Regions from separate parts of the Sus scrofa genome. Here region 1 is linked to region 2. A link is a contact called in public HiChIP or PLAC-seq data. All regions are on one chromosome and are shown on one strand. Each heading gives the region's core, a stretch centred on a gene start, on an enhancer-like site or on the middle of the called end of the contact. The rest is flanking DNA. Distances are from core to core; before and after follow the strand shown.

Evidence for each region. HiChIP or PLAC-seq counts read pairs in DNA pulled down with a chosen protein or histone mark.
Region 1: an H3K27ac HiChIP or PLAC-seq map of skeletal muscle shows a contact between it and region 2. The contact joins the promoter of MIER1 here to the promoter of SLC35D1 in region 2. A contact is called at or near these places in 1 of 5 promoter capture datasets (liver), 2 of 47 Hi-C or Micro-C datasets (heart right ventricle and skeletal muscle) and 2 of 2 datasets of contacts at active chromatin or transcription factors (alveolar macrophages and skeletal muscle).

The regions. Positions count from the first base shown.
Region 1 is chr6:145,677,953-145,683,190 of Sscrofa11.1, reverse strand. MIER1 (mesoderm induction early response protein 1) reads left to right here and starts at 3,128. Exons shown (of 14, transcript XM_021096499.1): 1 at 3,128-3,321; 2 at 4,367-4,467. The coding sequence starts at 3,255. WDR78 (WD repeat-containing protein 78) reads right to left here and starts at 3,056. Exons shown (of 19, transcript XM_021096495.1): 1 at 3,002-3,056; 2 at 2,952-2,999; 3 at 2,889-2,949. The coding sequence starts at 3,056.
Region 2 is chr6:145,530,127-145,534,686 of Sscrofa11.1, reverse strand. It overlaps SLC35D1 (UDP-N-acetylglucosamine/UDP-glucose/GDP-mannose transporter), which reads right to left and starts at 2,087. Exons shown (of 11, transcript XM_003127939.6): 1 at 791-2,087. The coding sequence starts at 993.

The DNA.
Region 1 (5,238 bases), core at 1,879-4,378, 150 kb before region 2:
ATATTATCTGATGGAACATGTTCAACTTAAAGGCAAAAAATAGTCTGATGAAACAAAGCAAGCATTAGAGCAAGAAGATATGGCAGAGATTTTGAGTTGTCAAGACTGGGAATTTACAATAATTTTGATTAATACCCTAAGCATTATAATTGAAAAAGTGAATAGCATTCAAGAACAGATCAACACTCCTCCCTCCAATATCAAAAGGAACTGAATGAACAGCCAATCTCTGAATTAAGACGTTGTGAATTTACATGGTGGGAATGTGATACACCTTCAGTAGAAACCATACTTCAAATTTTTATCTTTTCCCAGGCTAGTGATACTCTCTCGTGATGTTGGTAGCAAGCCACAGCTCTCAGTAAGCCATACAATCAAGAGTAAACAACTGATACACTTACAGCAATTCTGTACCCATACAATCATTATTTTTACTTTCAGTACAGTATTAAATAAATTACATGAGGTATTTAACACTTTATTATAAAACAGGCTTTGAGCAGAGTTCCCTTGTGGCTCAGCAGGTTAAGGATTTAGCACTGTCATTGCTGTGGTACGAGGCCAGTCCCTGTCCTAGGAACTTCTTCACACTGCTGGTGTGGCCAAAAAAAAAAAAAAAAAAAAAAAAAAAAAAAAGCCTGTGTTAAATGGTTTTGCCCAACTGTAGGCTAATGGAAGTGTTCTGAGCATGTTTAAGGTAGGCTAGGTGTATTAAATGCACTTTCTACTTAATGATATTTTCAACTTACGATGGTATTGGGCCATAACCTCATTCTAAGTTGAGGAAGATCTGTATTGTTAAGACAGTGGAAAAGATCCAATATAGGAAAAACTGGAGAAAGTAGAAAATTGATAAGTACATGTTTCATGAGATCCTAAGATCAGGATTAAGTCCCAAACTGAGGAAGATGAGCAATAACATATTAGGTCAAACCAATGGTTGTAAATGATAGTATCTAGGAAATTTTAATTAGATAAAATGGTTAGCTCAAAAACTGGTTATACCACTTCCTATCTCCCGCCCCACTCTTTCCTTAACAGATAACTTCTCATTAATGTGTTATTATTTAAGAAATCCCCCAAAGAATTTTTCTAACACTCTCTCAGGTACTATGAGGGTTCTATGACATTTAAAAAATTTACATGAAATAAAACTTAATTTTACTTTGAGATTTCCATACCTACAAGTAAAAACAAAAACCAGACAAGATGAGCAGTAGCTAATGTTACTGAAGTACATATTCATTCATTTGCTGTCAGCAAGTATTTACTGAGTGTCTTCTTCAATTCTAGGCAATAATGGTGGAAAAAAATCTCTGCCTTCATGGAATACATCATTGCTTGGATGAAGACAGATTAACAAATATATAATATGCCAAACACGAATAAGTTTTATGGAGAAGAATAAAGCAAGTTGAGGAACCTGTGCTGGGAGGAGTATTATTATTTCATGTAAGGTACTTAGGGAAGGACTCTTTGATGAGGTGACACCTGAAGGAAATGAGTCATGAGATTACAAGGGGGTATAATATTCTAAAGAACAGCAAATGCACATCTTGAGGTAGGGAAATGTGCCTGTACCATTGTGGAACCATCTGAGTGTATTTAGTCAGCCAAGGTGAAGAGTCCAAGGTGAGGTCCTGTAGGGCCCTGCAAGGATGTGGGCTTTCACTCTGAATGAAATGGGAAAAACTGGATGCTTTCCAGAAAAGCCACAGTGATTTACATGTTGAGGGTGACTGTTAGAGGGGGAATAAGTTCAGGTTTAGATACGAATTTTGAGATGCCTATTAACTCCTAAGTGCAGATGTTTGTCTGTTTTCGTGGAAAAGCCTACAGATAAACTTGTAAAGCATCAGTATACAGGTAATTCTGAAAGGCAAAAAACAATAGTGCGGAAAAGAGGTTTAAACACTGATCCCAGCAACACTCCCACATTTAGGTATGGACGAGATGAGGTACCAGCAGAGTATTTTGAAAAGAGGTAGACATAAACCAAGGGGACAATTAAGGAGGGGTGGTGTTCCAGAAACCCAATTATGTGATTCGAAACTCAAGAAGTGATAAACTAGATGAAAACTGCTAATGAATGTGTTAGAAAAGAAACTGAGAAATGTCCAGTTGGATAGCTGGAGAGCTATTGCTTACCTTCACAAAAGCTATTTGTGTGTGTGTGAGAGAGAGAAGTGGTAGGATGGACAAAGACCTGAGTACCATATTCAAGAGAGAACGCAAGGTTCTCTTCCAAGTTCATTCAACAAGTTCTGCTAAAGAAAGACAGCTGGAAGAGACTGGAGAGCAGAGTCACAGAAGGCTTGAAAAGAGAGAACAAAAGTGGTCTGGAAGCATGGAAGGGCCGAGGAATTAGGAAACTTTAGTGGGGCTGCTAGACTAAGGGACCATATAAGTTTAAATGTGAGACAAATCGCCAGAGCTGTCTGCTTTTCTCCAGCCTCTCATCCACTGCTGCAGAACAACAGAACGTTGTGAGCTGGAATGAGTTTTAAGGGAGGATGGTATGAGGAGGAGGCAGGAAAAAACCTCGACTACAGCGCATAGCAATGTACAGTCTGATGAGTCATAGAAGTTGAGAGGATTGAACATCTCGGCACAATTTGAAGGCAAAAGGCTTGAGACTGCAGACCGAAAACAAAACAAAAAAACAGGAGTACTAGGACGAAAGGTAGTTCTAAACAAACTAGGTTCTTTTCTAAGAGAGCAAGCACAGCAGTAGAGGTTTAGAAAAGGATGTATTAGGTCAAGGAAGGAAACACTGCCGCCTAGGAGCTTCCAAGACTGCTGATTGAACACAGATGCAGTAAAAGGCTCTGAAAGGGCTCTCTCCGGGATCAGGCGGGATGGACTAAAGTTTCAGCGCCGGAACTTACACCCCGAGATTCTGCTGCTTGCGGCTGTTTACCGGAGAGATGGGCATGGCGGCGACCGGATGGGAGTGGTCGACCACCCCCTTCCTTGGCTGCTTCTGGAGACCCAGTATCCCAACCCTCGGCGTTAGCGGCTCCAGCTGAGGCACGGGAATGTTTGCCGGGCGTCATGGAGACAGTGGAGCCCTGGCTCAACAAGCGGCCGCGCGGTTGGCTGGCGGCTAGAGGCCCAGGAGGAGGGCGGAGGCGAAGGGGAGGGCAGAGGGTTGGCGGAGCAAGAGGAAGCTCCGGCCGACGACTAGAAGAAGGAGGCGGGCGGCCCGGGCCCCAGGCCCCTCCCAGGCTCTGAGTCTCCCCGGCTGCAGGCGGATGGATGGGGCTTCTTCAGGCGGTGGCGGCAGCAGCGAAGGTGGCGGTGGCAGCAGCGGCAGCGGCTGTAAGTGCAGCCTCCATAAACCATCTATCCTCTCCTAGTCCTATTTGGGATGAAGGGCTCTCCAAGTGTCCCCGGTACCCTTTTTCTCCTTCCCCTCCCCCACCGCACTGTATCGCCCGGAAGATCCTTAACTTCCGGGGAGGGGCTGAGAGATCAAGCCCTTCTTGCTCCCCCTCCCGAAGTGGCGCCGGCCACCCAGGGCGCATGCGCAGCGCCTCTCCGCCGCCCACCCCTTCCCAGCCGGGTCTTTTGCTTTGGCGGTGGTGGCTGCAGCGCCGGTCTTCCCCAGCATCCGCGGCGCGCTGGGAATCCGCTGCGGAGTGAGTTCGCCTCGCCCTGTCGGCTTCCGCCCCTTTCTTCAGTCTGATCCCGAACCTGGTCGGGGTGGGGCCAAGCTGATGGTGCCCGTGGCTCCGCCTCTTTGCCTCTGTATCACGGATTCGATCCCACTGCAGCCCTTGGGCGAACCGGCCCTTTTCAGAGGGAGTGAGGGAGGGAAGAGAGGCTCGAAGAAGGCGTTATTGTAAGGGAGTGAGGTCCTCGCAGCCCCACCCTGGAGACAGATGCCTCCCCCGCCTTTGAATGGCCTTGTTCTTTCAGCTTTTGGTGGAAAGATCTCTGGCCTGGAGCCCATCGCTAGTCTTCGCTATGTGACCTTGGGCGAGTCATTATCCACCTCTGGGCCCCATTTATCCCCAAAGCTTCCTCCAACGCTAAAACTCTTAATTTTGCAGAAAAGCTTATGCAATTACAAGACTGGCCCCTCCACTGAGGCCGCTTAGCTGAGACCACCCGGAGTTGAGTGAACCTTTCTTCAGTCATGGGTGGAATAAGGCGACCTATTTTTGGGGTCGCTTTTATTTCATTACCATCAGTTACAGACTGCATGACCCAAGGCTCATTAATGTTTTTCTAAAATTGTCGTGGGATTCCTGTCCCAATTCTTGACCGTGTTTTAAAAAATTAGAGACAGGGTGAATGGGGAGCTTGTGGTATCATCGTCTTTGGTCTCCTTACTACTGAGGCTCTCTTTCCTTTGATCCAGATGGTGTGGTGGCTCGATTCTCCCAGTGCCTGGCTGAGTTTCGGACGTGGTTAAGAACCAACTGGTTGAGGTTCAATGCAGACAAGACGGATGTGATGCTGGTAGGCAGGGGCACGCTTGGAGATTAAGGGAGGGAAAGTCCAAACTCCCTCAAGTAATATAAATGTTATATTACTCTTCTAGTGTATGAGAACGACTGATGGGCTAATAATTTCCAGAGTTTGGATGAGATAAAAATAACATGTCAAAAATATTAAAACTATTGAAATATCAGTTTGTGGTAATCTGATAAAGTGGAACCACTGGATACAATTCTTTATGTAAAAATTACGAAAAGAAAAACCAGAACTGTTCTTTGAAGAATCAAAAGGCTATATATATGTGTGTGTATTTGGAGTGGCATTAATAAAAATCAAACTAACAAAAAGATGATGCTGATTGTTGCATAGATGTGGGGCTTACAAATGTAATGCATTAATTACTACTTTGTAACCTACATTCTGCTTGCTAAAGTAAAGGTAAAATTCTCAATTTATCTAAAATCTCAGTTTAAAAATAGGTGACATCAACATTTAGGTATTCTCAACCAAATTCATAGTTATCCATAAATTTTTACCTGCACATCATGTGTAGGCTGTCACTTTTAAATAAAAATTTTAGGAAATAGTTTACAAAGTAATCTCAAAAGGGACTCGTGGACTCTGAAAATTGTTAGATACAGAATTTGATTTTAGAATTGTGAATGTGCTGTATTAATCTGTTTCATTTAAACAGTCTCAGAGTCTAAATTGTTACAGGTATTTTCTTGGTGCATTTTGAGAGGTACCTTTCTGAATTGCATAACGTGTTTTTATAGTATTGGTATACATTAC
Region 2 (4,560 bases), core at 838-3,337:
ACACATGGTCAGCAAAACTCGAGCTCGCTTAATTCAACTTGCACATCGGCGACCTTACAGTGCATACTGATAGGAAACACAGCAACGTCTGCCCCTCGTCTGACAACCGGGGAGAAATATCCCTGCTGGTTGTCAGGCAACACCGCTGATTCTGTAGCCTCCGGCGGCCCCTTGTCTCATCTTGTCCAAATTCTACAATTTCAGTCGGCTGCCTGCAAAAGATTTTTCTTGGAAATAAAAGACATATCTCTTCAACGGTTTCACACCTTTAGGGGGAAAAAATGCTTCTGCCTCGGGGTCCCAGCGGCTGCATCACAGTCATCTTAAATGGGCTCGAGGATGAGTAGGTCCCCAGAGGCTGTCAGCCAATTCGGAGAACCGTGAAGTCCCAGACCCCGGGCCAGGCTGCGGGGAAGGGAGGGCATCCCTCAGCCGGCTCTCTGCCTGGCGTGCACAGAGTTAAAAAGTCACGAAGCAACTTCGCTCTGTGGTTCCGAAGGGCAAGGTTCCCCAAGGCGCTGCACAGTAGGCATGGCAGGCGCTTGCCCAAAGCGGCCCCGAACTCGCTCCGCGTTGTCCCGAGCTCCGCGCGGGGAGCCGGACCACAACGCCCGGCCGACGAGCCAGCCGGCTCCGCCGCTCCGGCCGCGTGTCAGCCGCCTGCCCGCCCTCCCCGGCTCCCGCCCAACTTTGTTCAGCTCCAACTTTGCAACCAAAGTCCAGGGAGCCCGCGCCCAGCGCCGCCGCCCGCTCCTCTCCGCGGCCTGGGCCGGCGCCGCCTCGGCCCTACCTGTAATTGGTGAGCACGCTCTTGTTGACGACCACGATCAGGAAGGAGCTCACGCCGTAAAAGCCGGCTGCCAGCAGCTTCAGGAACACGGTCAGCGTTTCGGCCGACGCCATCCCCAGCTCCTCCTCATGTCTGTGTGTGGAGGATTTCGCGGGGGCTTCTCCTTTAACCCGGGCATGCTGACGTCTATGAACTTCCGCCATGGCTGCGGCGGCGGCGACCGCGGCGGCGGCCTGCGAGGGGAGCGGCGAGCGGCGGGCAGCGGGGCCGAGCGGCTTGGGGGTCTGCGGCGGCAGCTCGCGGGGAACTCGAGGGCCGGCGCCGGTGCACTGAGCCGGCTGCGCTGGTCGCCTCGGCTCCCCGCAAGGCCGCCACCCGTCCCCGCCCAGGGGCAGGGACGCTGGGGTTTACCCGCCCGGGGACTTTGGTCGGGCATTGTGCAACGCTGGGTCAGAGGGTAGGGGCTGCGCCTGGCTCGGCCTGGGCACGGGTTGCAAAGTGCCTGCAGAACGGGCAGTGGCGACCCTGAGTCCAGGATGAAGAGGGAGAAGTAGCCTAGGGGAACCACTCGGGGACACCACGCGACAGTCAGCACCGCACAGTCGCGGAACTTAGCGGCTGCCTTGCGCCTGCGCGCGAGCCCGCGCTGGCTCTCTTAGTGCGGCGGGGTACCTGGAATAGGGAGGCTGGTGGCTAGGGAGCTGAAAGCCGTATTCTTTAGATAACTGCCGCAACACACACACACACACACACACAAATACAGACCCTCCTCCAGTCGGTAGGTAACAGGTGGCTTGGCTTGCCGAGTAGTTATTAGGGTGTGTGCGTCTAGACTCATTTTAAATGTTTTTGATCTCTCTTGCAGAGGGTCCAAGCCCTTAAAAAGAATCAGATGTGGATCAAGTGTAGACACTCAACAAATATTTCATTCTGCGTTGTCCCAGATTTCTTACGGTTTCTGAACCCAGAAAACACCAAACAATGCTGTCTTTGCAGGCCAAGGGAGATTTTTTTTTCCCCTAAAGTAAGGTATTGCCCTATCCAAAGTAGCAAGATAATCAAGTGGTTTGGGGATTGGTGAAAGAGCAAAGTGTTAGAGCTGTGTTCCAATTCTAGGATTCCTAGAAATGACCCCTCACTAGCTGTGTGCTCTTGAGCCAATTAGTTGATCTCTCTGAGCCTGCATCTCCCCATCTCCGGGTATAAAGCTAGTTTTCAGTAGCTTTCAGTGGTAGACATTATCGTATAACAAAAACAAATCATTATTATCAGCTTAAGTAAAATGATCTAATTTTAATATCAAAAAAGAAAAAGAACATCGAATTTATAAAAAAATTTTGTCTATATCTTTTAAATTTTTTTCCATATTGTAAAGTTGTGCTAAAATATTCATAGCAAAATTTACCATCTTAACTTGTTTTTTTGTTATGGTAAAATATGCATAAAGTAAAATTTATGATTTTAACACTTTTTGAGTGTATGATTCAGTGGCATTAAGTACATTCATACTGTTGTGCGTCTCTTTCCAACACCCTTCTCTAGAACTTTCTCATCATCTCAAACTGAGTTTATGTAACCATTGAACAGTAACTCCCCATTCCTCCTTCCCTCCATCCTCTAGTAACCACTATTCTCCTTTCTGTACCTATAAATGTGACTATTCTAGGTACCTCATATAAACGGAATCATACAGTATTTGTCCTTCTGTGTCTAACCTATTTAGCGTAATTTCAAGGTTATTCCACTTGTAGCATGTGTCAGAATTTCCTTCCCTTTCAAGGCTGGATAATAGTCCATTGTAGGTATATCTCTTGATCTGTATCTTTTAAGCTATTCTTGGAACACCTGTGTTCTTTGAATGTTCCTTAGGGGAAACTGGCACACAGGATCAAGTCCTTAACATGGTCCACAAGGGCTGAGGTGAGGCGGCACCTGCCTTCCTCACCTTTTCCTCCCTAAGCTGCAGCTAAATCAAACTACACCCGGTTCCCTGAAGAATAATGTGGGTTCTGGTGTCTTTACTCTCATTATTCCCTCCGTCTGGGATGCTTTTCCTCTCCCTCCCCTTCCCTGTCTGCTGCAGAGCTCTTACTTTTCCTTTCTGCTTCTCCCAACCCATCTTTGTGCATCCCCTTTACAGAGCCTCTGAAATTACATGTTTACATGTTAGTCTCTTCCACGAGACAGGGAGCTCCTTCAGGGCTGGTCGAGACAGGGACATCTAGCAGTTTTTGCTGAATGAATCAATAATGACGTAACGTTTCGACCATGAAGAAAATGGCCAAATTCTTCCTAAACTTATGGCAGTAGAAAAAAAATAACTAGAAAGGTACATTTTGAGAAACCTCACTTACCTTGTAGCAAAAGCAAACAAGCAAAAAAAGACTTGGAGCAGGGAACGGTCTTCCCCTCTTCCTCTCTCATCCTAACTCACTTTTCAGAGAAAGTGACTTCTAACCATTTGGAGGCTCTGCTTAAAGCCACTGTCTGTGCCTAAATGAATACATACACACAAACATATGCATATACATGCATGCATATATTTACAGGCATGCTTTATTTTTTAAACATAAATGGAAAGTACCAGGTAAGAACTGCCTCTGCCACTAGTTTTGGGACCTCGGGCAAATTATATGACATTGTTGTGCTTCAGTCCCTTCATCTGTAAAATGGGGATAAGAATAGCCCCCATCTCATAGGGCAGTGATGAGAATTAAATGAGTTAATAACGGTAAAATGCTTAGAAGATAGTACACACTGTACAAATGTTTCTAATAATAATAATTACTATTATTACCATTATTATTATGCAAACTTTCTCTTTGCACTTAGTATTCCCTGAAGCCCTTTCTATGTCAGCATAGAAACCCTACTTCTCTACTTCACTCTTCTTTTTTTTTTTTTTTTTTTTTTTTTTTTTTTAGGGCTGTACCTGTGGCATATGGAAGTTCCCTGGCTAGGGGTTGAATCAGAGCTACAGCTGCTGGCCTATGCCACAGCCACAGCAACAGAGGATCTGAGCCTCCTCTGCAACCTACACCACAGCTCACGGCAATGCTGGATCCTTAACCCACTGAGCAAGGCCAGGGATCGAACCCGCAACCTCATGGTTCCTAGTCAGATTCGTTAACCACTGAACCACAAGGGGAACTTCCATACCTCACTCTTTATAATGGCTGCAGAGAATTCTGTTAGCTAGATGCATCATAATTCATGCAGTCCTTCCTATGGACATTTACATTGTTACCATTTTTTCAATTTAAATATAACACAGCTTTGAGTATTCTTGTTCATTCAACTTTGTAGAGGTATTTGTAGAAGTGGAATTACATAATTAAAAACTACTTTCGAAAAAATTAAGGAGTTCCTGTTGTGACGCAGTGGACTAGGAACCATGAGGTTGCAGGTTTCATCCCTGGCCTTGCTCAGTGGGTTAAGGATCTGGCGTTGCCATGAACTGTGATGTGGGTCACAGACATGGCTCAGATCCTGAGTTGCTGTGGCTCTGGCGTAGGCTGGCCGCTACAGCTCTGATTCGACCCCTAGCCTGGGAACCTCCATATGCTGTGGGAGCAGCCCTAGAAAAGGCAAAAAGACAAAAAAAAAAAAAAATTAATAGGAGTTCCCCTGTGGTGGTCCAACCAGCATCCATGAGGATGTGAGTCATAGACAAGGATCCCTGGCCTTGCTCAGTGGGTTAAGGATCTGGCGTTGCCATGAGCTATGGTGTAGGTCTCAGACGAGGCTCAGATCCCACATTGCTAGGGCTA